Regions from separate parts of the Mus musculus genome. Here region 1 is linked to region 2. A link is a contact called in public promoter capture Hi-C data. All regions are on one chromosome and are shown on one strand. Each heading gives the region's core, a stretch centred on a gene start, on an enhancer-like site or on the middle of the called end of the contact. The rest is flanking DNA. Distances are from core to core; before and after follow the strand shown.

What was found. Promoter capture Hi-C pulls out the DNA fragments that hold promoters and counts their contacts.
Region 1: a promoter capture Hi-C map of pre-B cells shows a contact between it and region 2, with 4 times the contacts expected there. The contact joins the promoter of Bmp8a here to the promoter of Col9a2 in region 2. A contact is called at or near these places in 2 of 39 promoter capture datasets (hippocampal neurons and pre-B cells).

The regions. Positions count from the first base shown.
Region 1 is chr4:123,341,059-123,344,706 of GRCm38.p6, reverse strand. Bmp8a (bone morphogenetic protein 8a) reads left to right here and starts at 1,455. Exons shown (of 7, transcript NM_007558.3): 1 at 1,455-2,323. The coding sequence starts at 1,999.
Region 2 is chr4:121,038,220-121,041,571 of GRCm38.p6, reverse strand. It overlaps Col9a2 (collagen, type IX, alpha 2), which reads right to left and starts at 2,006. Exons shown (of 32, transcript NM_007741.2): 1 at 1,786-2,006; 2 at 533-607. The coding sequence starts at 1,857.

The sequences.
Region 1 (3,648 bases), core at 206-2,705, 2.3 Mb before region 2:
AGGTCCTGAGTTCAAATCTCAGCAACCACATGGTGGCTCACAACCATCCATAATGAGATCTGATGCCCCTTCCTGGGGTGTCTGAAGACAGCTACAGTATACTTAAATACAATAAATAAATAAATCTTTAAAAAAAGAGAGAGAGAGAGCAGAGTTGGCCAGAGCAAGAGGGGTTGACCAGAGCAAGTAGAGGTCCTAAAAATTCAATTCCAAACAACCACATGAAGGCTGACCTGAGGTAAAGTGCTTAGCACTCAGGTTTCCCGGTTTTTTGTTTGTTTGTTTGTTTGTTTTGTTTTGTTTTAAGCCTTTGTGGGGCACAGTAGCACATGCCATAATCCCAGAGGCAGGGATAGGCAGGCATATCTATGAGTTTGAGGCCAGCCTGTTCTATAGGTCAAGTTCCAGGTCCGCCAATGCTACATTGTGAGAACCTACCTCAGAGCGGGGCAGGGCTGGTATAGAAATCTGGAGAAGACATTCAGAAATAGCACCTCCCAAGGGGAAGGAAAAAAACAAGCTATCGGTCTTAGACCTCAAGTGGCTGAAGGACAGAATGTATTCGGTGTCTACTGTATCTTTACATCCTTCAGTGATGTTACCGATATGGACCAGAGGTGCAAGGAGCTGGGCGCCATTGCCCTCGTATCAAACTCCAGACCGCAGGTGGAAACAGATCCAAGACCCCCTGGATCTGGAGCCCAGTCAACCCTCAGCGCTCTTGTTTGTTCAGGAATGTGAAGATTAGGCAGGTTGAGGTTGTCACTCCCATCCCGTGTGACAGAACTTGAAGGAAGGGGGATCATCGTGATCTGTGAACAGAATTTCTCAAAAATTATTTTGTTAATAAATTGCTTTGTGTAAGCTAAGAAAGAAAGAGAGGGGTAAAAAAAGGAAGAAGAAAAGGAAAAGAGGCAGCTGTGTGCCTATAGTGGCTTGTAAACACTAATAGGTCTGAAAGCCCTGTTACCTGTCATTATGACACTCCCAGTCTTGACACAGCCAGTCCCTCTGCTGGGTGCTTTCCTCCTACTGACTTCCGTCTTTCCTGTTCTATTCCTTCCAGCCTCCCGGAGCTCTTTCGCTGCTCCACTTGAGCCACACCAACACCTTTATGGTCTGTATCAGTGCTGTGGCAGCCGCCTTGGGAGGCCGGAGTGCATAAAGGGGCGGAACCAGTCAGGGAGTTTTTGCAAGGTCTCTTTCTTGCAAGCCCCTGGGGAGTTGTCACAAATGAGATAAGCGAAGGTGACCCTACTTCAGGAGGCTCAGAGCCCTATCCTGGGTTGGATCTACAAAGGGAACCGCTGGGTGAAGAAGAAGTCTGGAGCGGAGGAGTAGCGGGGGCTGGGCCCTGGTTCCTGCTGGCAACGGAATGTGTGCCCCACCCTCGCTGCACTGCTGGCACCCGCCCCGCCCCGACGGCCGGAACTAGGGGCGCATGCAGAGACTTCCAGAGCAGAAGGTGAGACACTACGGGTCCTACCGCTGCTCCGGGACTCAGGATCCCACCCTGGTGCCTGCTTCAGAGGCCCCAATGTCTCCTCGTGTAGCCAGGTATGAGCCCCGGAAGCTGGATGGGGACCCAAGACACCCTTAAAGGCCTCTCTTCAGCCCGTTCGTTCCCACCTACGGGTGCACCAGGCGGCTCCCACCACTTCGCGCACAAGTAGTAGTGCGACCATCCCCAGGCGTCTTTCCGCACTCGGACCCGCCCCCGTGATCCCATTGGCTGGTCGGGGAAGGGGCGGGGCCGAGGAAGAGCGCTCGGCGGTCTGAGCTGCCACCAAAGTCCTCCTGCGGACACTCGCAAGTCAGCGCCGTGAGAGCCCACGTTGCTCTGAGGGACCTACCGACGCGGCGATCGCCTGCCGAGTGCGTGGTGAGCAGCTGCTGTAAAGCTGCCAGCGACAGGTGCGCCGTCTGGTCCTCCCCGTCTGGGCGTAGCGCCCGAGCCCGACCAGCTACCAGTGGATGCGCGCCGGCTGAAAGTCCGAGATGGCTATGCGTCCCGGGCCACTCTGGCTATTGGGCCTTGCTCTGTGCGCGCTGGGAGGCGGCCACGGTCCGCGTCCCCCGCACACCTGTCCCCAGCGTCGCCTGGGAGCGCGCGAGCGCCGCGACATGCAGCGTGAAATCCTGGCGGTGCTCGGGCTACCGGGACGGCCCCGACCCCGTGCACAACCCGCCGCTGCCCGGCAGCCAGCGTCCGCGCCCCTCTTCATGTTGGACCTATACCACGCCATGACCGATGACGACGACGGCGGGCCACCACAGGCTCACTTAGGCCGTGCCGACCTGGTCATGAGCTTCGTCAACATGGGTGAGTGCAGGGCGTCAGGGATCCGGATGGGGCGGTAGGTGGAGGAGAGGGTGGCCGCCTGTCGGGGGATGATGCCCTCGGGTAATACAAGGCCCCTGGGACAGGGAGCCATGGTTCAGTAAAACCACAGGGAGGGGCGACTGCAGGAGATCAGGATTGGAAGGTCCGTTTTTTGCGCCTGTGCCCAGGGTCTTTGCCCCACTAAGGCACCCAGGAGTTGGGATCTGGAGATGTCCAGGTCCCCTAGGTAGCATCGGAAAACAGTCCTGGGTATACTGATGAGTAACCAGACCGTGATGCTGTCACTGTGATAAACGCAGCCCTGAAGAGAGGGAGGGACAAAGTTCAGTGTGGAAACCTGTGGTCATATCAAAATGACCAGAGCTGACCCTCACGCCCGGACAGCGGGCTCTTTCTGTGGGTGACTGGGTGGGGTGCAGTGTCAGGAGGTGGAGTGGACAGACTCAGACATGACTGTAGTCCTGTGGGCCTGGGCTCTAGCAGCTGGACCTTGGCCTGGCACGGAGAGTGTTCAGGCCAGTGAGTGACCCAAGGGGCAGCTGTGAGTCCATTCTCCCGAAGCGTGGCTCCTCCTTTCTCCAGGGACCTATAGACATCAGGACCACTTTCTCCTACGAGTCTTTTATTTTTTTAACTTACATGTATGAGGGTTTTACCTGCATGTGTGTCTGTGTACCACATTCATGCCCAGTGCTGGCAGAGGTTAGAAGAGAGCATCAGATGCCCTAAAACTGGCATCACAGTTGTGAGCAGCCCTGTGGGTGCAGGTTCTCAAGAAGATCCTAAACATGGAGAGGTAGCAGTTACAGCCCCACATGTGGTCTGTCCTGAGTCCCCTCCCTGCCCTCTAAGCAGGAGAGAGTATATAGATCCCTGCTGCCCTGGAACTTTCAGTCCCAAACACCCACCTTCTCCCTGTGCTGTGTTCCACCCTACCTTGGCCACCACCAGCTATGGATGGGGGGTTGGGTAATGCTCTCTGCCTGCCTTCAGGTAGGGAAACAAGTGGCTCCTGAGCCATCCTCCAGCTATAACCCCCACCTTTAAATTAAAAAAAAATTGTGTGTGTGTGTGTGTGTGTGTGTGTGTGTGTGTGTGTGTGTGTGTCCGTACAAGATTTTCCTGTCTGTCTGTATATGTACCAAGTGCATGCAGTGTCTCATGGGGGCAGAAGAGGGTGTCAGATCCTCTGGGACTGGAGTCAGAGATTATAGGAAGTCATGAGCAGCGAGTGCTGAGCCTACTCTGCAGCCCCAGCTTCTAAAAGTCTGAAAGATAATTTTCCGGAGGTTTTCCTCACTGTG
Region 2 (3,352 bases), core at 757-3,256:
TGGGGGTGGGGGCACCAGACTGAATAGAAGTCTGTCCAAACCGTAAACATCCAGCCGACCTCCTGGGGGAGCTTCCAGAATGAGGTGGTTAACCCTCAGCACACTGGGAGAGCAGAAGACAAGCCCAGCTGATTCTAAACAGGGGAGCTAAAAGCAAAAGGGAGAGACAGGAGTGTGGTCCCAAGCTGCTCAGCCAGTCTACACGAGGTTCTCCAGCTACCTTAAAGAGGCATGTAGTGTGTCAGGGGACAGCACGAAGAGGAGGAAGAGAGGGAGGGGGATAAGGACACGCTGTGAGCCGAGGCCAACAGCAGAACAGCAGGCCCTTGTTGCTGGGTGGTTTTGACAGACTCCCACATTTCAAGGCTGGTTTGGGGTTTTCTCTGAACAAACAGACTCCTTGTGGTCTCTGCAGGCACCGCCTGCTGGCAACAGGGGGCGCTAAACTTCCAGGCATCCCCACCCCTGCGCTCATAAAGTTCTCCTTTGTGGATAGCCCTGCTTCCTCTCAAGTCTGAAGTTAGATACTCACGTCGATGCCATCTGAACCAGGCACTCCTGGTGGCCCTGGTGGCCCTGGAGGACCCGGCTCCCCTGGTGGACCTCTCTGAAAATACACAAGAGTGCAGCCCTCAGACAGTACGCAGAACTGGGCTCCCAGGGGCTGCTGGAGACCCCGAGAGCAAAGGTGACTAGGGCAGCATCTCCCCAAGGAGATGGTGCTTCATGGGGAGTTTGTTGAGCAGCTACTGTGTGTCAGGCACTGTGTGCCATTATGCTCTGTTACTTTATGAACTACTCAGAACTCGGGGGGGGGTACTATTAGGGGTGACAAGCAGAGGGTGAGGAAACACAAAAAGACTCAAGGCTCGTGATCACTGCAAGTGAATGCTGAAACCGTGATTACACCCTAGGTTGGCTGGCTTCTTCCCCTGGGTCACACGGTCTTTGCACTGTCACGATAGGAAATAGATGAAGACATCATTTGCTCAAATCACAGATGATGTGCAAGATGGCACCTAGCCAACGATGGCCGTTCGAACTATTGCTGTTTTCTAACCAACAACAGGTATAGCGGTGAACTGGCACCTCTCCCTCGTCCCTGGTGCAGGTAAAGAGACCTCAGAGAAGAAGGAAAGCTGGGACTCTTCCCACCCAATCCTCCCTAAGGTAGCGAACCAGCCCCGACTCAGGAAGTCCACGCGTGCCAGATGCTGGCGCCAGGTGCCCTCCCCAGGTTAAGATGTGCCAGGCTGGCGCCTCACAGGCGAACTGTACCCCTACACTAGCACTGCTTGGTGAGCGGGCCCAGCATCCCCATTTGGTCCTAAACCGGGCATCTCTTTCCTAGGGCCCAGCTGTCCCTGCGAAGTGAGGCAGAAGCCCACAGTCAGGAAACGGACATATTGGGGCGACAGGGAAGTCTGGCTGGAGCCTGGGTCCCTTAGGAGACTCCGGGGGCGGAGGCTCCGCTGTCGACTGAATAGCCACCATTGTCTCCGCACCACCTGGGCTCTCTCCACTGCCAGGCCCCCGCGCCATCTCCTGCTCGACGCTGCCTGTCCCAGGCAAGGCCAAGCATCCCGAGGCAAGGTCCCTCTGGTTCCCGGACTAGTCAATCTCCCTTCACCGCGAGCGGTTTGCCGGGTATGCATCACCCCAGCGGCTCTGTCCTCAGCTGCCCCTCAGGCTAGGGACAGACTAGAACAGGTCCTAAAGACTCCAGGATCCTAAACCCAGGCTCTGCACCAGGGACGGCGGAGACAGAGAAGTGACAGGACTTACGATCTGAGCCAGGGCGAGCCACAGCACCTGGAGGAGAACGAACAGGCTGCGGGGCGCGGGCACGGCGGTCATGGCGAACAGCGGGTTCTGGAGCGGGGGTCCAAGCACCGATGGCGGGGGCTGCTTTCGGAGCCTCGGACTGGATCTCCCGAAAACGCAGCTAGACGGGCCGGGGCGGGGACCTGCAGGCCTGTCACCTGAGAGCACTGTGGGGAGGAACTGTCCAGCTCCGCCCGGTCAGGGGCGGATCTTCTGTGCCCACCCTGGGTCTGCATTCTGAGTTTGACCAGACGCCCCAGCTGGGAAGTCCCGGGGGCATCTCGGGGTACGGGACTACTTTCTGTGTGAAGAGCAGAAGTCCATTCGAAGTCCCTTTCCTCCTTGCCTCCAAGATCAAAGCCTTCCTCCTGGCCCTCAGCCCCATCCTTTCCCCGGGCAAGCTTGTCTGGGTCCTTTATCCTCCAGAGCCTCAACCATCTCAGGTTCTGGAGACCTGGCCAGGACTCCACCAACTCCATCTTTTCTAAATTGGCTCAGTCCTCTCCACAAACAATCAGGTCCCTGCCATATTAAAACACACCAACATCTTTCTTGAATCTGCCACCTCGGGAATTCCCCATCTGCCTCTTCTCTCCCCCTCCACCATCAATTCCATTAGAGTTGTCTGTGGCCTCTAAATTTCCCTTTCCTCTCGCCTCCCTGCTTCCATCGACCAGTGCGATCCGAACATCTTCCATCCTTGAGGCATCCTGTTAGCATTTGGATCTGCCCTTGGCAATGCCAGTCCTTCACGTCTTCTCTCCCAAGCATCCACCAGGCATCCACCCCATGTGACCTTGTACAGTTATATCCTTTGAAGACAAGTTTTTATCTATGCGAATGAGTGTTTTGCCCTCAGGTATGACCCTGTCCCATGGGGGACCAGACATCCTTGGAACTGGAGTTGTAGAAAGGTGTAAGCTCCTACGTGGGTGCTGGCAACAACCTGGGTTTTTGCAAGAAGAGCACGAGCTCTTCAGCAGGGAGCCATCTCTCCAGATCCCTACAATTACATATTAAGGAGGAGTACATGTTCTATGAAAAGTGTCCCTTAGACTATCAAACACCACAATGCATAGTCACACAAACTAAAATGGACCTGGGCTATCTAACCGTGTGGAACCACCTGCATGTGTGAGGTCCACTGTCAGCCAAGTGACACGATTGTCTTTCTCCTCAGCGGCACCTGCATGCTGCTGTCTCCTGGACTGGGAGAGACTTCTCCCTCACCCCCTTTCAACTGACCTCCCAAGTTCATGGAAACAGCCACCACTTTATTCAGTAACACCCCAAACCCACCTGTCTGGTCACCTCGGTCCAGAGCCCCTTTCTCCTCTCCTTCTCTTCCACTCACTGGCTAAGGGCAGTGGATCTCATGCAGCCACTAACCACAGTTATGACCACAGACACCTCCATGACATAAATGAAGTCTTAGTTTCCTCCTCTGTAACTGGGAACAACATGGTCCCTATCTTAAAGAATTTGCTTGAAGATTGAAGGAGCTGATGGTGGCAGCTGCTTAATGTGA